2 separate regions of the Danio rerio genome follow, and region 2 is linked to region 1. A link is a contact called in public Hi-C data. All regions are on one chromosome and are shown on one strand. The core of a region is the stretch at or near the end of the contact, and the rest is flanking DNA. Distances in the headings are between cores, read along the strand shown. Region 1 holds the start of pkd1l1 (polycystin 1 like 1, transient receptor potential channel interacting). Region 2 holds the start of si:dkey-117j14.8 (a long non-coding RNA gene).

What was found. A called contact is a pair of places that touch in the nucleus more often than the background predicts.
Region 2: a contact with region 1 is called in a Hi-C map of hematopoietic stem cells, with 2.6 times the contacts expected there. The contact joins the promoter of si:dkey-117j14.8 here to the promoter of pkd1l1 in region 1. A contact is called at or near these places in 2 of 18 Hi-C or Micro-C datasets (embryo and hematopoietic stem cells).

The regions. Positions count from the first base shown.
Region 1 is chr24:21,147,778-21,153,309 of GRCz12tu, forward strand. pkd1l1 (polycystin 1 like 1, transient receptor potential channel interacting) reads left to right here and starts at 2,981. Exons shown (of 54, transcript XM_073940623.1): 1 at 2,981-3,091; 2 at 3,179-3,281; 3 at 4,642-4,790; 4 at 5,172-5,330. The coding sequence starts at 3,007.
Region 2 is chr24:21,281,272-21,286,858 of GRCz12tu, forward strand. si:dkey-117j14.8 (a long non-coding RNA gene) reads right to left here and starts at 2,927. Exons shown (of 2, transcript XR_223057.6): 1 at 2,805-2,927.

The DNA of each region.
Region 1 (5,532 bases), core at 1,731-4,230:
ATTCACTTGTTATCGCCCCCTGCCGTCTGATTTGTGGATTGAAGAACAGCTGCTAAACATATGGCAGCCCATTCTTTGTTTATTGTTTCCTCTTCTGGTGTCAATCAGATGCTACTTTTGCAATTGGCACTGTTTTGTTATGTATGTCTTTTTCCCCAGATTTGTCAAAATTATAACCTATAGGCTACCAGACCGAATAGCAAATCACTTTGTAAGTGTAAAATAAAAAAAACATGGCCTATTTAGTTTCCATTTTATTTATTTGGAAAATGTTAGGACTTTATATAGCCTAATAATATAACATATAATAATATCAGTTATTATAACAATTTAATTTTAATAATGTTGGTCATTGTTTGTTAGGTCAATAGGTAATTGTTTTACTTTAATCATCACCTTTTCTTGCCGCAAGGTTGAAACAAACAGTTTTGGCATCGCTTTTTCAGCCATGTCCAAGAAACGTAAGAAGCCTTGATATAATTAAACCATACACGCTTGAGGCTTTTAAATGAGAAAGCTACAGCCACAAACCGTTGAGTACACCAAATTGGAAGTTGCATGCGCAGATTCAATGAAAACTGACAATATAATCTTGTATTTGAGACTTTGTCTTTGTCTTCTTCCCTCAATATGTATTATTTCTCGTTTTGTCTAAACGTTTAACACCAAAATTTGACAACTGTGATAGCCTTCTTGGGCCTCTGGAAAAGTTGGCTTCGAAAGCAGAGAACATTGTCACTATAATAAAATGAAGTTAATAAAGCTATTCTGATATTAATTACAAAAAGGCCTAATATTCATAATATTGCATAAACCAGGTTTTACTTTAAACAGCTTAATCTAGGTAAAAAATAGCGCAGACAATTCTTCATAATATCTCTTATTTATTAGCTATAAAAATCTAAATATTTTTTTTCTGTTTATAGCAAACATAAAATATGAACTTTATAGCGAAAGCTGACATCTTATAATTTCGTGCATGTAATTTTCAATTGTTGTAAGCATTTTCTTCTACCGTGCTCAGGTTAGTTTATTTTAAATTACTTCTTTATTTTTATTATTTAGGTTTATTTATGCATATTTAATTTTCTTGAATTTCATTAGCATTTTTATGGTCATTGTTTAACATTTAAAATGAAATGTCAATATAGGCTTTCTAAAAATATTTAAACATCTGATCTTTAGGTTACATAAACATGGGGATAGCTTTACGATTTATTCCTAAAGCATGAAATCGGGAAGTTCATAATAGGTTTTTTAATTATGTTTTTTACTTAATTATGTTTTTTACCTACTTGTTTTTTAATTATGAAAATTAAAATGAATGTCGAAATAATTAGAGAGATGTCTAAATTCATTTAGCAATTTGTTTGTTTGTCGTATTGTTGGCCCATGTAAACACAAGGTGGCGCGCTCCTCTTATGGCGCGTTGGTACTTAGGCTACGCACCCCAAAACCACATCGTATTTATGTTAGCCTATACCACGAGGGATTCGGGCCTACATCTTTCGGTGAAAGCTAGTTTTCTTCAACCCCGTCACCCATTGTGCCCTTGGGCGTCAATGACCCTGGCCGTCAATGGTCCACTTCAATCCTCATTCATCACTGTGGAACAGAAGCGTTTCCCTCCAGAGCTGTTTGAAGTGGCAGGTTTTGTTTAGTAGCCTTTGGCTTGGTCAGCACTTGTCGCCCTGTTTTGGGTCACTAACTATGTGTTCGTGTCTCGCCTAAAACGCCTGTTTCTTCCCAATCTTGACGTATATTCCGGAAAAGACTTTGAAACAAAATCTTCATCAGTCAGACTGTCAGCAGAGATCATGACTTACAAATTTAAGCAAGAAACAAGAAATACGCGCGTGTAAACATTCTGACATATTCTGAAATAGACCACTAAGCTACCCAACTTCTTATGCAAAAAAAAATGTGGCTATACAAGAAGTGCCAATTTCATCAAAGAACCTTTTTATTCTTCAAAGATTTTTTTTTGTATTTTAAAGTTCTAACATTTTTAGTGTAAATATCACTTTCTTTCTTTCTTTCTTTCTTTCTTTCTTTCTTTCTTTCTTTCTTTCTTTCTTTCTTTCTTCGTGAAAAGTATTTGTGGATGCTGTTTTTTCGTGGAATAATTGGAACCGATTTAAATAATGAATCTCTTAGAGCATAAATTCATACATAGACAATAGCAATTTCTCAGGCGGCACTGCCTTGACAATATTTTGCACTCACCCGAGAAGAATTTTCAAAGTAGGCTATTTTGCATAATTAAGAAAGCGTTGTTGTGTTGCCTTCTCTCATTCTCTTAGGTTTCCTGTTTGAATACAGTTGCTGTAAGTGTCAAAACCTTTACGTTTATCCTGTGTGAAACTTGCATTGTTCTTTGCCGGAACCAAAGCCGCATTTGTCAGTTATTTGAATGTGTTGTGAAAAGCTAACACGGAAAAACAAAGGTTTAGAAAATAACTCACAAGCCAAGAAATAAAACATATACAGCGTATTTTACTACCATTATGCAATTTTTACATTACTTATTTCTCTTTAAAGTGATCATTCGGCCTGAAATGAAAATTGTATCACTGTCTGTTCATCCTCTAGGGGTTTAAACATTCATAAGTTTTTTTTCTGATGAACATAAAATAAGATTTTTTTAAGCTAAAAACTTGTAACTATTGACTCTGTAAAAATACTATTGATGTGGTTACAGCTTTCCATCTTTTTTCCCCCCGAATATTTTATTATATGTTCAACAGAAGAAAGGATTTTTTAAGAAAAGGATGACTATTAACAGAATTTTAATTACCTCATAATGTACTAATAAAAATGAAAGTGGAAAACCAGTATGTCACTGGCATTACCATAATGTTACATTAAGTTGTCCCATGAGCTCACAATAAAGCGGGCGACAATTTGGAAGCTGTCAATCAAGAACGGTTCCGCCTCCCATTCACCTGACACTTAAAAGAGACAGAGAAACGTTTGCTCTAAGGACAAGACAGTCAAATTTTCACGATGGTTTTGTTTGTTAGGGTTAAATTATTTTTATTATTATCACTCTTTTTTTGTCTGATTCATGTCAAAGGAATCTCGGAATACGGTAGGCCATGTAGGGAAATGGGGCCTTGTGAGGTATTTTGAGGAATTTGGTAGACATGAAGATTTATTTATCAATTGACATTTTTAGCTCTTCAAGAGAACATTGGATTCAACAACTACAGTTCATTAGAATCATCCCAATGTCAAGAAACTGATCCTCCATTGTGCATCAAGTTGTGTTTCAGCGACGGGTAAACATGCTGTTTTTTCTTATTTTTTTTCTAATAGGCCACGTTTTACTTCACTAGAATTGAATTAGCCTATAATGTAAATGTTAAATTAGTTTTAATAAATACATACAAATCTAAATATATTAAATATAAGTAATAAAAACACTGCGTTTGAATAACATCAAATGTTATTAATATAACGGAATGTAGCTATTTTATTAATTTTATTAGAAATTAAAAATTTAAAGTTAATTGTTTTTAATTTGGGTGAAAATAAAAACTTAAATGAAAGTTATTAAAAGCTTTTTAAAATACAGAATGCAGTTGTTATTGTTTTAGCTTTTAGAATTAAATTTGTTTCATAACACAGAATTATTACAACATTAATTAAAACTAAATATGACAAAAAAAACGAAATTCAATTTTGTTAATATGCTTTAAACAAAATTCACTTTTGAATTGAATGTTAAGGTTGGTTATTTTGTGAAGTATAACTCTGTTTAGCTTTGATGTTTTTATTTTATCCTTTTTATTTATTGTAATTATTGTAAACATATACTTGTTTCAAATGTGATGAGCTTGGTATCTGTGAAGACATGTATTTTATTGTTGACACGAATATGTTGGTACATAAAATAGGGTACATAAAGTGAGCTTACATGTGTTTGCTTCAATATCACAGTTCTTCAATTAATAAATACATTTATATAGCATCCAAGAAAAAACTCAGAACCATTTATTAAATTCATGCCAACATTTGAATTGAGATTAAAAGAGATAGTTAACCCCAAAATGAATGTTTACTCATGCTGAAGTTGTTTCAGAGTTTTCTGTTTAACACAAAGCAAAATATTTTACATAAATGTTGGTAAGCCATTTACTTTCTTTTGGTGTCATTAAAATGCTTTGGAAGTCAACAGCTACCATGTTTTAAAGATTCTTCTTTTGTGTTGAACAGAAAACAGCATGCAGGAGGTTAAAAAAATAAGGAGAAAAAAAGTAATTAAATTAAAAACTTTCCTATTAAGCATACATGACATAGTTGATTGCAGAAATACAGGTATATTGTGTTTAAGTATTTAAAGGGAGTTCACCCAAAAATGAAAATGTACTCATTATTTACTCTCTCTGAAGTGGTTCCAAACACAGGAGAATAGGCTAAATTTTGAAAAGTGTTAGAAACATGTTATCATAATTGGAAAACAAATACTATGAAAGTCAACAGTTACAGGTTTCCAACATTTAAAAAAAAACATCTTCTCATGTGTTCAATAGAAAAAAAATGAAACAGGTTTGACAAGTGGAGAGTGAGTAAATGTTCATTTTTGGGCAAACCATATCCCTTTAGACCTGATAATCATGTCTTTTTATTTGCCTGCAGATGCTTCTCCTCTGAGTTTGTCTTTACTGGGAATGAGATGGGCAGGTTGGCATTGCAAAGCAGCAGAGGGCCTTCTGTTCATAATGCCACTGTAGCTGCTTTGATTGACAGGGTGCAAATTGGAAAGCCCCTCCTCCTGGAAGTCTCAGGTTTTTGTTAGGCTTTCTATAGCAACCTTTCAGCTGGCTAATTCAATTGTGCCTTCAATTATGTGTAAATTAAATTGTACATCTCTTAAAGGGGTAGTACACCCAAAATAAAAATCTACTCTGGACTGACATCCATAGTAGGAAAAATACTATGCAGGTCAATGGTTACCTGTTTCCAACATTCTTAAAATATTTTTATTTGACTCACACAAAAGACAGAAACTTGAACAATTGGACAAAATCTGACAAAAAGGTGAATTTTAATGACAAAAAAGTGTAATTTTGAATGAGCTACCCCTTTGAAAGCTACAATATTAGTTTCTCCAAAAATAATTTAATCAAAACAATGTAATCCCTTTCACGTTTCTCGTGTGTTTCCAGGTATACCTAATCTGAGCAAAGAAAACATCTCTATGGTTTTCATTACATTCACTGGAAACTCTGGTCCCAATGGCCTTCAAAATGTATCTGTTATGATCAACGGATACTTCACCTGCTACATAGATGCAATATTACCGGCTGCTGGATTGTACCATTTAAGTATGTTTACTAGCTACAGTTCTACCCAGTCTCATTGGGAAAATGTGTATCTACCAAAATTGTGCAAGATATACACTATAAAAATGTTATAGTTTAACGGTTTCTGCATTTCATGATCTAGGTATGTTTTTGTTTACTCAAGGTTATGAATTGCATTTTGGGACCTTGATTTCTGCTTTGTCAACTTGGAAGTTTAACAAAG
Region 2 (5,587 bases), core at 1,677-4,176, 130 kb after region 1:
TGAGTCATTTTCTTTACTTTTGCATTAAATCTCTGTTGACTGAATCAATGAGTTACACTAAAACAAAATTTGAATAGGTTACCCTGACGTACAGCAGATGGTTTATTTTAGCGCTGCACAATATATAATTTCAGCATCGATATCGTAATATGAGGGTCAGTGACATCGTAGGATATGCAATGTTGAGTTTGGATTATAGTTGATCAGCTTAACAGTTCAGAATACATGAGATTAGAGGAGTCATTGCAAAGTATAACCATAACAGAGTGAAACTTGATCATTTACATGTGTTTTAAAGGCAATTCAAGAGAGTTCAAAGCATATAGGTACAAAAAAGAACAGTTGTAACTTTAATGAAGAATAATTTTACTGATATATTAAAACAATGAACACTATAAAGTGATACTTTACATTTTATTGTTCACTTTCTGTACCAGAATACTGTTAAACTCTACATTATCTGACAAAAGTCTTGTCGCCTATCCTAGTTTTAGGAGCAATGGATAATAACTTGACTTCTAGTTGATCATTCAGTGTCAGAAGTGGCTAATATGAAAGGTATGAAGGACTTATTTTACCAAAATAAAATATGATCATGCCTTGATTTTTAATTATTCAATTAGGACAGTAAGGTCTGACTTTGCTAAGACAAACATCTTGTCACTTGTTAAATAAATAATGTACAGTATAGAATATAAAGTCATGGTGCAGTGGAGAAAGAACAGATATTGTGTATGACTCCCATGACCTTGTAGGACTGCATCCATTCACCTCTGCAATGACTCAAATAGCTTATTAATAAGGTCATTCAGAATGCAGGACTCCCAGAGTTCAATATTCTTCAATTCATCAATTTTTTTTTTCATCATTTATTTACATCTATATTTGAAACTTATTATAAATACCTCAATGTACAGTTTTTGTGTTGTAGGTCTCAGATGAGCGGACTGCTGGAAGAGGATGGGGTGGGGTTTTTATTGTTTTTATTTTATTATTATTTTTTAAATGTGTGTGTTTTCATTTTAAATAAAAATAAAGTTATATTTACCCCACACTGGCTATTCTACTTGTTGCTCTATACATAGGCCTTAGGCCTGTCTATCCATCTTCATTGTGATTGAGCACTGGTAATCCAGATTTAGTGATCCTGAAAATTTCCTATGCGGATCAGATTGATCCATTTTAATGTTGCTTTGAAAAACTGGCTCAAAAAGTAAGCTGGATTAAGTGATCACGGATCGCAAAAACAGGATGACTAAATCCGGATCAATTTTATCTGAATTAAACCTTTTGAAAAACCGGGCCCAGGTGATTCATCTGAAAAAACTACCTTATGTCACTTTTCCAAATGATCAAGTAGAAGTCAAGTTATTATTTGTTGCTGTTACAACTGAGATCGACGACAAGACTTTTGTCAGGTAGTGTAGACTGAAAACCACAAAGTACTGTTTATGTTTACGGTTTTGCTTCTCTATTGTAATAATTTTTGCTTACAATTCATTCATTCATTCATTCATTCATTCATTCATTCATTCTCTTTTCGGCCTAATCTCTTAATCTGGCGTCGCCACAGCGGAATTAACCACCAACTTATCCAGCAAATGTTTTACGCAGCAGATGCCCTTCCAGCTGCAACTCATCTCTGGGGAACTCATCCATACACACTCATACATTACAGACAATTTAGCCTATCCAATTCACCTGTACCGCATGTCTTTGGACTGTGGGGGAAACCAGGGCACCCGGAGGAAACCCATGCAAACACAGGGAAAACATGCAAACTCCACACAGAAATGCCAACTGACCCAACCAAGGCTCGAACCAGTGACCTTCTTGCTTTGAGAAAACAGCAGTACTTACTGCGCCACCTGCTATCAATTCATTTATTATTATTATACATACTCTTACAAAATCTCCCCAATCATTCATTCAATCATTTTATTTTCGGCTTATTCCCTTTATTAATCTGGGGTTGCCACAACAGAATGAACTGACAACTTATCCAATATATGTTTTACACAGCGGATGCCCTTCCAGCTGCAACCCATCACTGGGAAACATCTATACACTCCTATTCACACATAGTGAGTGATACAATCTCAGCTTGCATCATAAAGGCTGCATCCAGATACTATTGGATAATTTAGCTCACCTGTACCGCATGTCTTTGGACTTGTGGGGGAAACCGGAGCACCTGGAGGAAACTCACGCCAACATGGAGAGAGCATGCAAACTCTACACAGAAATGCCAACTAACCCAGCCGAGACTCGAACCAGCGACCTTCTTGATGTGCATTTTTTGTTTTAAAATGGTCTTATTTATTTATCCATCCACGCTGACTAAAAACAAATACAAATATTTTAATGCACAAAACCATTTCAAAGAGGGAAATATGATAAGATTGTACATAAAGAAATCTGACTATTCACGCCTGACACATCAACAAATAATAATAAAAAACACCGAAAGGGAAATAATGTTTTAAAATATTCACACTGAGGCTAATGTAAAACAGACCTTTCATGATTCCAAAGTAATCAAGACAAAGAAAATGGTCAAATAAATCCCACTTCTTCATTTGAATCACTGTGAACTGGGTCAATACATTATAATTATAATAATTCATTAAAACTTGCACTTGAAGAGAAGATTTGGGGCATATTGATGCAAAGTAAACAGTGAAAAGCAACAAATTACATTATTTTTACAGAAATTCCTTCAGCCTGACGTAGTGTGCCACTGGACAAACACCAATATGTTTATGTAGTACAGTAAGAGTGACTGACACATATTGGAGTCTTACCAGTTTGTAAGGTTGCGCTGCGCGACGCTGATGTCTGTTTTCTCTTGTCTCCGCCGCCGCTGCAGACAGAAGAGAGTTCCGTAGAGCGAGTGTAGCGTCATACGCCACAACTGAAAGAACTACAGCGACCTCTAGTGTCCACATGGAGATATAGTGACCTCCAGAGGTTACTAACACCGCTGCTTTTCAAACTGTTTTCAGAGTCCTCTGTTGACTAGAATAGGTTTGAGAGGGTGCGTTAAAACAATATAAAAATATATTTATGAATAAAACATATATGTTTTCAGTATGATCTTACTGTCAGTTGACATGATATGTGCACTACCTACCTGACAAAAACTTGTCATCGATCCCAGTTGTAAAAGCAAAACATTATAACGACTTCTAGTTGATCATCTGGAAAAGAGGCAGGTGGATTTTTCTGATAAATAATCTGTTGAACTGCATCCAAATCATCACAAACACTGCAGAAAAACTATTGGAACCCGCATGGACCCAAGATTCTCACAAAAAAAATCAGCAATTGTATCAGGATGCAGCCTTTATGACGCAAGCTGAGATTGCATCACTCAGCGATGCAATGTCAGACACAATTCACTCACATGGAGCGAGTGACATCATCCATGGATGCAGCTCAGATTGCACTGCACCAGGTCTGCATCCAGACCCCTCTCAAAATTAGACAAGTTTGGAGAAGGAAAAATCATGGTTTGGGGGGTTACATTCAGGAAGGTGGCACGCAAGAGATCTGCAGAGTGGATGGCAACATCAACAGCCCGAGGAAGACATTTGTGCTGCCCATTACATTACAAACCTCAAGAGGGCAAATTCTTCAGCAGGATAGTGTCTACTCATACATCAGTCTCCACATCAAAGTTCCTGAAAGCAAAAAAGGTCAAGATGCTCCAGGATTGGCCAGCCCAGTCACCAGAAATGAACATTATTGAGCATTTCTAGGGTAAGATGGAGGAGACTTTTTCCACTGCACCATGACTTTATATTCTATACTGTACATTATTTATGTGACAAGTGACAAGACTTTTGTCAAAGCAAAGTCAGACCTTTCTGTCCTAATTAAATCATTAAAAACATGATCCTATTGGTAAAGTAAGCGTAATCTAGTGGCCTTTGTTTTTCATATAAGCGATTTGTGATGCAAAATGATCTTGGTTAGGCGACAAGATTTTTGTCAGATAGTGTTTATATATATATATATATATATATATATATATATATATATATATATATATATATATATATATATATATATATATATATATATATATATATATGAATAATTTTCATTTACTGTTTTTAAAGTGAAGCAACAGAACATAAACCTTTAGATGCTACTTAGAGGTTTTTGCATATCAACTCCTCACATAGCTACAATATAAGACTAAATATATTTTGAATGAATTTTGTATTAGTTTTAGTTTCCTGGTAGATTTGGACATAATTCTTCAAGTCTGATTTTTACACATTCTATTATTATTTTTGAAAAAGGTTTAACGATTAAGGGTATTTTATTTGAAGTGTCAAATTGAATTTATTTTCAGTTAACTATAATAAAACTAACAGATTTATTGTAGTAAATAAGACCAAAACCAAAAGAAATGGCTAAATGAGTGGCTAAATGAAATAAACTAATAAAACAGGCAAAATATTACTTAAAAATTATTATTATTATTATTATTATTAAAAATATTACCTGTACCTATTTTTCTCCTGAGATCCTGGCAATTTATAAGTAACAAAGATAGCAAAATTATCAAAATCCAGCCCACACCAAACACTTACATCTGGCCCACATTCCACATAGAATGATGGCACTTGGGCAGCACACTCCTGTTTGCCAGATTTGGGCCACAACTAAGCCATAGCAATAATACATATCAGCCATAATTCAACCAAAATGCACAAAAACTGACCCTATTCTCAGTTTGCTTTTATTTTGGTCTAGATTCAGCCCACACTACACTTACATTTGACCCACACAGCCAGAGTTTACTGTGCCAAATATTTGCCACAAGTGGCCCACAAGATACTGGGTCACATTTGCCATATTTTCTCTGGGAAACTTTAGGCTCACAGCCACATTAGCCAGAGCTTACTGTGGCGAATATTTGCCAAATGTGGCCCATATATGTCTTAAGATAACTAGGCCACATTTGCCATATCACATCCGGGCTACTTTAGGCTCACAGCCACATTAGAAAGAGCTTACTGTGCCAAATATTTGGAGAGGGTGCTCGCTGCAGAGCCATTTGAGCAGAGCTGAGCTCCAGCGAGGGGGAGCATGAGCTCTCGTTCTGCCTCCTGTAAGCTGTTTTAATGCGTACACCAACCCCACCCCTAACCCTACCCCCAGTGACATCACTCGTAGAAGAAGTGCAAAAAAAGGTGGAGCTCAAGCTCAAGCTCCCCCTCGCTGGAGCTCAGCTCGCCCAAATGGCTCTGCAGCGAGCACCACTTGAATATTTGCCAAAAGTGGCCCACATGTTTTATACTAACTGGGCCACATTTGCATCTACATGTACACATGTGAGCCTTTGGGTTTAGACCGAGATTACCTTTAATTGACTATGCCACATTTTCATCATTTGGGCCAAATTGACCATTTTCTACATGGGCCACTTTAGTCTCACATTCAGAATACATTTTGCCATGAGTGTCAAATCTTTGCTTTAAATGGTCCATACATGAATTGGAATCTTTGGCCCCCTTTTGCGATTGCACAGGCGGGCCACTTCAGGCTCATGCTCATTTTGTCTGGGCCAAAA